2 separate regions of the Mus musculus genome follow, and region 2 is linked to region 1. The links are chromatin contacts, called in public capture Hi-C maps. All regions are on one chromosome and are shown on one strand. Each heading gives the region's core, a stretch centred on a gene start, on an enhancer-like site or on the middle of the called end of the contact. The rest is flanking DNA. Distances are from core to core; before and after follow the strand shown.

What was found. Capture Hi-C pulls out chosen DNA fragments and counts their contacts.
Region 2: a capture Hi-C map of macrophages shows a contact between it and region 1, with 5 times the contacts expected there. The contact joins the promoter of Myo19 here to the promoter of Acaca in region 1. A contact is called at or near these places in 12 of 39 promoter capture datasets (the 3T3-L1 cell line, the C10 cell line, cranial neural crest and 7 more), 3 of 484 Hi-C or Micro-C datasets (CD8 T cells, embryonic stem cells and liver), 13 of 115 datasets of contacts at active chromatin or transcription factors (the 230-238 cell line, the NIH/3T3 cell line, the SCID.adh cell line and 10 more) and 3 of 9 other capture datasets (embryonic stem cells, liver and macrophages).

The regions. Positions count from the first base shown.
Region 1 is chr11:84,193,345-84,197,796 of GRCm38.p6, forward strand. Acaca (acetyl-Coenzyme A carboxylase alpha) reads left to right here and starts at 2,094. Exons shown (of 54, transcript NM_133360.2): 1 at 2,094-2,343. The coding sequence starts at 2,120.
Region 2 is chr11:84,878,261-84,883,246 of GRCm38.p6, forward strand. Myo19 (myosin XIX) reads left to right here and starts at 1,910. Exons shown (of 25, transcript NM_025414.4): 1 at 1,910-2,251; 2 at 4,326-4,467. The coding sequence starts at 4,456. Pigw (phosphatidylinositol glycan anchor biosynthesis, class W) reads right to left here and starts at 2,025. Exons shown (of 2, transcript NM_001077636.1): 1 at 1,968-2,025; 2 at 1-252. The coding sequence starts at 241.

The DNA.
Region 1 (4,452 bases), core at 844-3,343:
CAGCTTCTAGAGTGTCTGGATGGCTACTCAGTGATTTTCCAGGCATGACCTCCCTTTCTGGTGGCATACATGCCTGCGCTAGGGAGCAGTGTTCCGTACAGGTGCTTGCCGCTGGGCAGGCGTCAGTTGTTAAACACGGCTGCTTCCAGTCTGTGCAGCCCTTAGAAAAGGCTGCCTGGGTTCTGGCCGCTAGGAGGGGCCAGGATGAAGGGCTGTGCTGAGCCTTTCATTCATCAGCCCAGGGACTGTATTTTACTAACGCTGACCTTCTTTACTTTCATGATCTCCAAGCGTCACTACTTTCTCATGAACTTTATTTTATTTTTGTGACCATCAGATTTCAGTCAGATTATAAATTAGAATGTACACCTGTGTGCCTTGGTTCCCTTGTGAAGGCAGCAGCTGTGAGCCAGGTGTGGAGGTGTACTAATGTCATCCCAGCTATAGGTATCCCCTGCTGTAGAAGTTTGGGGTTAGCCTGACTGTGAGATGCTGTCTCTTCCCTGCCTCTCCAAATACTTGGCCAGCTTTCATTTTTTTATTCTCTCGGTTGCTGTATCTTTTATTATTTTTAACATGGTCAGTGTATTGGAATGTCACTTTTTCCTTTCCTCTTATTCCCTAACTCAATTTTTCTTTTTTTTTTTAAGATTTATTTATTTATTTTATGTATATGAGTACACTGTAGCTGTACAGATGGTTGTGAGCCTTCATGTGGTTGTTGGAAATTGAATTTAGGACCTCTGCTCGCTCTGGTCCATAGATTCATTTATTATTATACATAAGTACACTGTAGCTGTCTTCAGACACACCAGAAGAGAGTGTCAGATCTCATTACTGATGGTTGTGAACCACCATGTGGTTGCTGGAATTTGAACTCAGGACCTTCAGAAGAGCAGTCAGTCTTACCTGCTGAGCCACTTCACCAGCCCTCCCCTTTTCTTCTAATGATTTGGTTGTCTTTTAGACTGAACTCCATACACTTTGGAGACTAAAAAAAAAAAAAGAAATACAATACAGAGATCTGTCTTCTAATAGTTTCATGCCCTGGAACTCACAGAGATCTACCTGCTTCTGCTTCTTGAGTGCTGGGATTAAAGGCATGTGCCACCATACCATGATTTAAAGTTTTTAAAATAAGTATGTTGAAGGGAAAGAATACTTTTAACTTTGTTTGTTTTTGTTTTCTTATGGGGCTTTGAACTGGTAACTATTTTTGGTCAGGTTTGTTCATTATCTACTGATGATAGCTAGTAAGGTCCACTATCTAGAAAAATGGAGTTTGTGATGGCACATCAACCACTTTGAATACAGATTTAAAATTTGGTAGTAGATTCACTCCCTCTACCAATTCTGTGTACAGAACTAAACAACAAAAATAGACATTTGGGGGTAGATTTTTAAAATAATCAGTTGAAAAAAAAACCTCATGTACACACACGAGGTTTTGTTGTTTTACTTTAAATACATATGTTTAGTAAAATTCATAACTTTCATTGTATTGTGTTTGGCACCAGGTGATCATTATGTAGTTTAACCACCCAGTTTCAAGCAACTTCCACTCTTGCTAAACTCTTTAGCACTCTTTACCCACGCTGCTACAGATGAGTCACAGTCTCACAACAGCTTTGCTTACAGGAAAGTGTTCCCATTGGTATAGTTATTCCTTCAGTCTCACTGAAATTGTGAAGAGATTGGTAATGCGCATACTGTGAGAACTACTTCTAAAACTTTTAATTTATAAGCATAGTTACCACAACCTCTCTTTTCCTCCCTTGGAGGAAACAAACATACTGGAATAGAATAGCCATGGAAGCCAGGCTTTAATCTCAGCACTTGGGAGGCAAAGGTAAGTGGATCTCTGTGAGTTCAAGGCCAGGCTGATCTGTAGAGTAAGTTCCTGGACAGCCAAGGCTAAACAGACAAACCCTGTTTTAAAAAAACCAAAAAAACCCAAAAAGAGTAGCCAAGCAAGCCAGTTCTTAGACTCAGACTTATTTCCAAGCCACTTGTGGTTTATGCTTTACTTTCTTGTGTGTTCTCATCTATAGGTTATTGCTTATAACCTACTTTTCTCTTAATTTTTCCCATAGCTCTGAGAGCTTATTTTGAAAGAATAATGGATGAACCATCTCCGTTGGCCAAAACTCTGGAGCTAAACCAGCACTCCCGATTCATAATTGGGTCTGTGTCTGAAGACAACTCAGAAGATGAGATCAGTAACCTGGTGAAGCTGGACCTAGAAGAGAAGGAGGGCTCCCTGTCACCAGCCTCCGTCAGCTCAGATACACTTTCTGATTTGGGGATCTCTGGCTTACAGGATGGTTTGGCCTTTCACATGAGGTGAGAAGAATTGCTTCATGGTTAATGTGTTTAATCTGTCTTGTTATTTTCACTGCTTATGTTCTGAAAGGAATAAGAATATATTAATTTCACCTCCATTCCCTGGCCCATCTTCTATGACTAGGAAATGATGCACTTTTCAGGCTTGGGGAGTATCTTTTCCTACGTGTTCTCCTCAGTTTTTCCATCCTTTATACATACTAGGCCCTTCAGTATGACCCAGTGAAGGAGAGTTTGGTTGAAGAATTTCAGCTTCTGTAGTACTTTGATTAATAATGTTGCAACTCTCATTGAGTGATAGGAATTTGGCAGACATGGCCAAATTTGTAGTCTTTCCTCCTCTCCCGTATCAGTGCTAGCAACTGAAACCAGAGCCTTATACATGCTAGGTGAATGAACCGCTGATCTTCATCCTTAGCCCGTGGCATTTTGTTTTTTGTGTTTTGAGTCAGGGTTCTGTTACCCAGGTTGGACTGGAACTTCCTATATAGAACAGGCTGACCTGGAGCTTGCTGAGACCTTCCTGCTTTTGCTACCTGAGTGCTGAGACTGTACACTATGCTATGGACATTTTGTTTTTGAACCTGGGTCTGATGTACCTCCAAACTCCTGAATTCTTGATCCTCCTGACTCCACCTTCTTAGTGCTGGTATTAGAAGTGTGTGCTACCTCACTCATGTTAAAGTAATGTTTTTTGTTTTGTTCTGGGACAGGGTCTCATATAACTCAGGCTGGCCTCAAACTTACTATGTAGCCCAGCCCAGGCTGACATTAAACTCCTAATCTTGCTGCCCTGGCTTGGGAGTGCTAGAGCTACTGGACTGCTGGGTACTGGTATAAGCCACCACACCCTTTGATGGATGGCTGATTAGACAACTTAGGCTAGTCATTTACTTTTTAATTCTTAGGTTTAAGGATTTTGGAGCAAATATTTTGTGAGTAAACTTTAGGAAATTATCCTCATCTCTAGAAATTTGAACACACAGAGACAGAAATATGCAATAAAACAAACAAACAAACAAACAAAATGTTAGCTAGATGATTTTAATGTGCATTGAGGGTAAGTATTGAGGTTCTAAGCTAGATAAACACAAATTAGGGTAGCTGCTGCTACTGTTATTATCTTGATAGTCTGTTATTAATGGGTCATAAAATAATTAGGCTTCTTTTTATATACTGAAGAATTGATTCTATAGTAAAATCCATTTTGATAATTCATTGTTGTTATCTGTGGGGCTTGGAATCGTAGCTTCTGTAAAATGAGGCAGTTAGTATATATTAATAATCACTCCCATTTAAGCTATGTGGAGGACAGAAGAATAAAGCAACTTAGTTATGTTTTATTTCATGGTTCCTGGGACTTGCAGTGAAGCAAATGCCCTACCTAAAGTTTTAGTGCTGTATTTATGAATTGCCAGTACTGTATCTCTTATGTCTTAGGCTTACCCTAAACTTGGGTTTGGCCTGGCTTACCTCCTAATCACTGTGATTTCAGGCACACACTACCTTGCTTGATGAGCCAAATGTTTTTGTTTTTTGTAGAGATCTGATGAGGAAAAATAACTTGGTTAAGGTTGATAATTCAAACTCAAATGTCTCAGTTGAATTTTTGTTAATTGTTTTACTCTGATTGCCTGACCTTACAATCTTTTCTTTTTCTTTTTCTTTTTCTTTTTCTTTTTCTTTTTCTTTTTCTTCTTCTTTTTCTTTTTCTTTTTCTTTTTTTCTTTTCCTTTTCCTTTTCTTTTTCCTTTTCCTTTTCCTTCTCTTCTTCTTTTCCTTTTTCCTTTTTCTTTTTCTTTTGTGTTTCTGATAAGGTTGGCTTTCTAGAGTGAATGAACAAAGTATTATATCTAACCTGAGGTCAAAAGAAGCATTAGCATCAGGGACTAGAAGTTAAGACTATATAAACATGTTTTGCAGCTTTATGACTAACTTGAGTTGACCCTTGAGTGAGTACTGGTGGTATCTTTCCCCTCAAAGTCATTTGGAAGTGTGTGGGAGCTGAGAACTGCTGAGACCAATCACATATGGAGGAGAGAGGTGCTGAAAGTTTTGCAATAGGTCTGGATATATTGGTATTCATGCCTTTAACCCTAGCACCTGGGA
Region 2 (4,986 bases), core at 660-3,159, 680 kb after region 1:
GGAGGATAAAGGAAGACAATACAGTCAGAGTGATCACTAGGGGGACTATCAAGACAACAAAGTCCATGAGGAATCGTGTGCTCCAGGTGTTTGAGAAAGAGCATACGTGCTGTGAGAAGATGATCCAAAGGCCTCTACACAGGATACAGAAGGCAGGAAAGCACAGGCCCTGGGTCACTTCCAGCACACTGGTCCCACTGAGGTTCCTGACAAAGGCTTCCTTCAGCTGCTTTTGAGACATTTTCTTCCTTCCTGTGGAAACAAGAACAAAAGAATGGATTTGAAGAACACAACATTGTTGTGAATTCAGTAAAAACCTATGTGCCTAACTTGAATTTACATATTTCTTGTTTAAACAAAAGTTTAAGGGCTGGAGAGATGACTCGGCGGTTAAGAGCACTGGCTGCCCTTCGGGGGGACACAGGATGAATTCCCAACACCCATACGGAAGCTCACACCTGTCTGTAACTATAGTTTCAAGGTATCAGACACCTTCATACAGACACACATGTGGGCAGAACAGAACTTCAAGCCCTACTGGTTTCAATTCATGGACAGAACTGTCCTGACTCTCCTAGAACCTAAGATTATAGGAAGAAGTCAACAGTGACACACGAAAAGTATGAAAGTTCTAGTACACAGTTTTATCTTCAATATAAGGCAAATTCAAAACAAAAGTTGCTTAGCTCCCAAACAACTGTGTCTTGTTTTTGTTTGTTTCCTTGAGACAGTTTCTCTGTGTAGCCCTGGCTGTCCTGGAACTGTTTTGCATACCAGACTGGTCTCAAATTCAGGCCTCTGCCATGAGAGTGCTGGGATTAAAATCATCACTGCCCAGCTCTTTTTGTTTGTTGGGTTTTGACAGTGTCTGGCCATGTATCCTGAAACTTAATATGTAGATCAGTCTGGCCTTGAACTCACAGAGATCCACCTACCTCCCCGATCCCCTGCAATACCTAAAGGCATGTGCTACCACTGGCTGCCCTTCCAGAGGTCCTGAGTTCTGTTCCCAGCAACCATGTGGTAGCTCACAACCATCTATAACGAGATCTGGTGCCTTCTTCTGGCATGCAGGCAGAACACTGTATACATAATGAATAAGTCTAAAAACCACCACCACCACCAACAAACCATGTGTGTGGGGGGGGGGGGGGACGACTTCAGGGAGAGAGAGAAGTTGTAAATGTATTTTAGAGTTAGGGCCCTTGGTTTCAACATTGGGTACATAAAGAATGCATGAGCCTCGGGTTGCTCTTTTCCTATTTTACACACAGCCATATTTTCAGATTAAGAAGCAGGTGGACAGAATGGATGCACAGTGCATACCAGCGCCAGTGGCTTCTTTTTAATGCAACCTAAAACCTGTCACATTTTAATGTCTGAAAAGTTGCACCCTGAGAGAACACATCCGACAGTCAGATGTGAATTGATGTCCCTGACAATACACCAGCACCTCACCGTAAGTGGCCCTGCTCTTTTGGCCTTTTAAGTTTTTTTCCTGGCAGACCTGGCCACAACCACGCCCTGCCCACGACTGAGGGTCTCCGGCGTGGACAGAACAGGCTCCCACCGCAAACTGCGGGCACCCTCCGCTTCCGCCTCGCGAGCCGCGCTTCCGGCCGTCGCGGCTCAGCCTGTTCTTCCGGGACCGCAGATTCCGCGCGCCCCCGCCGGGGATGGCAACAGTCCGCACCCCGCCGAACTCCCCACGCCCTTCAGGGTCTTGAGCTGGGTTGGGCCGGGTGCTCTCCAGACCTAGCCGCGCGGCGGGTCCGTGGGAGGGGCGTCTCCCCTCCGCCCCAGGGCGAGGCGGGTTAGGTAGAGGGTCCCCGGAGCCCGCGTCAGCCTCGGGCACCGCGACCTGCAGCAGAGCAGCGCAAGGGCTCTCGGGAACCGCACTTTCCCACCCAGAACTCGGGAGGCCACGGAAACGCCACACCTCACACCCCGGACTCAATAGACCTCACCTCGCGAACAGCCCGCTAGCCGGAGCCGGCGGCCTGGGACGGGCCACGTGCGTCCCGCGCCGCGTGTGCACGCCCCGCCCCTGGGGAGGAGCCGGCGGGCTCCGGGCCATCGAGCCGCGGTTGCAGTGCTCCGCCAGGCGGCCTGGAGCTCCCGGCTTTCTCTCCCGGCCGCTCCCGCGCTCTCTCTCCTCCACGGGCTCTTCCCGCTGCCTCACCCTGCCCACCCGCCCTTCCAATCGGCCTGGGCTGGGACTACCACGCTGGGCGCCCGGGCCGTGGGACCGGTGAGTGCCACTCTCCACCTAGATCCAAAATCCCACACCGCCTGAGGAGGTAGGGAGGTCGGTGAGTCGCTCAGCTAAAACAGAAGGAGGCGTCTCACTTTCTAATTCAGCATTTCTCTTTTTACCCTCTTATGACCAAGGAGGAGGTAACACACAGCTCGTGGCTTTTGCCCAGGGCAAGGACCTTCACGGTCACTTTTCAGCTTGCCAGCAGGGGGCCGGAAAGGGGGTGTTTCTGGCTGACCGAGGCTGGACGTCTCTTTCCTTGTTCTACCCAGGGACGGCGGGAGAGACTTAAGGAAACTGCGCCCTTGACTAGGGTCATAGCCACCTTCCCAGAAAGGACGCGTTCTCTCAGTACCAGGTGCTTCCGGAGTGGTATCCCGGCCCTGGGCACCTTGGGCACGCTGCCAGTGCTGGAAGTGCTGGATCCGTCCAGGAATCTGGAGCAAAGCAGGCTGAGCCCCCATCCTCACCCCCCAGGACCCAGCTCTTTTCCTTATAGCCCTCCTTCTGTACTTCTTACAAAAAGAAATCCGAAGCAGAGGCGGAGAGGGTGGCAATCTGGTTACCACTTGCCTTGACTTGGTTGGTCCTTCACATACTCATTACTCTCCTCTGCCTACTGTGGTCACACCCTTTCCAGAAATTCTTGGTGGTAACCACGAAGAGGAGGGAGCAGGAGAACTGGAGAAAACTGCTTTGATCTGATTTGACTTCAACCAGGAGCTGACGCTGCAAAGTAATAACCAGCATTTACCAAGCTCTCTCGCAGGTCTCGCCCGTACGAGCCATAATTTTGCGCTTTGTGGTATGGTATTATACCATTGGCAATTGTATAAAAATGAGGCTTAGCTCCTGTAATATATTCTAAGAAGGTTGTGAGCTTTGGATTCTAACTTAAATGCGCTGTTGTGGTCTCCTGACTGGCCTCCCTCTCAAGATCAGCTTCCAGTTGAGTCTCCAGAGACCCTTGGGTGATGGGGTACAGTGTACACAGTGATATTGCCTAGCCCAGCCCTGATTCCCTTTTCTTCTTGAATTTTACCTCTCCCTGTTTCATGGCCATCCCTGGTCCTGCTTCTTTGGAGACTAGGTGTGTTCAAAGCTTCAAAAAGTCTGTATCGGGATTGACTCATCAATCCGTTATAGATGTCCCTCATCCTCACGCCTCATTGCTAGGCAGGGATGGGAGTCTGGGACACTCCCGAGTCTGGCTGAAGCTCACCAGTTTTCAGATACTGTCCTCATACAGGTACTCTCAAATAGATTCTTTCCTGGTCTCACCTTGTTTGTTCGAGATAAGGTCTTACAGTATAGCCCAGACAAGACGCAAACTCTGAGATCCTCCTGCCTCAGCCTCTTGTATGTTGAGATTACAGGCACATGCCACCAGTCTCAATCTCGTCTGTTGGGCAGTGGGCGTTCCCTATCTGTTTAATGTCTCCAAATGAACCATCAGCCCCATGCATAACACTAATTGTTCCTAGACAATGATATGATACTCAGACTTGTACTGTGCTTTCAAACCTTGACGTCATTGGCCTTCATAACCTCTCCATGTAAGGTACATTTAACTACCCCTATTTTCAAGGAGAAAATTTGGGCAGTAGGGTTGCCCTGGGGTCACATACCAATTCCCTTCTCATATGGCAGCTTCCTAGGGACATCAGTAGTTGACACCAGGCCTATTCTCCCTCAGCTGCTGGCTACATTTATGTTGGGGGTATTTCTGTCTAATGCTGATGATAGGGCCAAGGCTATCTCTTCATTCTCCATGACATACTGACCCAGAAGATTCTGCAACCCCTGCCCATCACTTACTTCCCTTAAAACTGCCCCTGGCCTTTTGCTGTAAGAGAAACATCAGAAAGTATCCCAGGTAGTCTCTGGAGGCTCTCAGCAAAGGAGTCTTACTTCCTAATTGGCAAGGGGATGCACAGTCTCTCCCTCTCTGCCCAGGCCTGCCTGGTTCTCATTTGGGATGCTCCCGCTTGGTGGGAGGAGCAGGACTGAGTCATCCCAGAGAGGCCCTCACCTGTGTGTGGCCCTTGTCTTCTGTCTCACGCTACAGGTTTCAAGATGACTCGGCTGCGATTCCCACACTCCTGAGTCTTCTGCTGGAAGGATGGCCTCATGACCAGGTTGACAGACAGCACTCTGTGTCGGTGACACAGAACTCTGGCCGACCACACTGAAGCACGATGCTCCAGCAGGTAATCCCTCAAGCCCAAGTAACTGAGCACTTTCCCTCTTGCCTGTCTGAAGAAAGACTGCAGTGCTTCTAGTGAGGGACTCTTCAGAGTATCCCAGGACTCTTCCTGATACGCCCTTTTTGTGATTTGGTGGCTCTTTTCCTTGGAATGGTTATGGGTAGATAGGTAAAGAAATCAATCCAAACCACGCTGATAACCTAAAACGGGGGCGTATCCTGACAGAAGTCCCTGACAGACTGTTTTGTTGTATCACTTTGGAAGTTTGTACACTGAATCTGATCCTTTAAGAATAATCTAGAGGCCCAGCAGCGATGGTGGTGCATGCCTTCAGTCCCAGCACTTTGGGAAGCAGAGACAGACAGATATCTGAGTTTGAGGCCAGCCTGGTCCACAAAATGAGTCCCAGGACAGCCAAAGCTACACAGAGAAACCCTGTTGGGATAGGGGGGGGGGTTTGGGGGGGGGGGGCTGGATTAGCCAAGCAAGCTAGGCTTGGTAGCACACATCTTTACTGCCAGC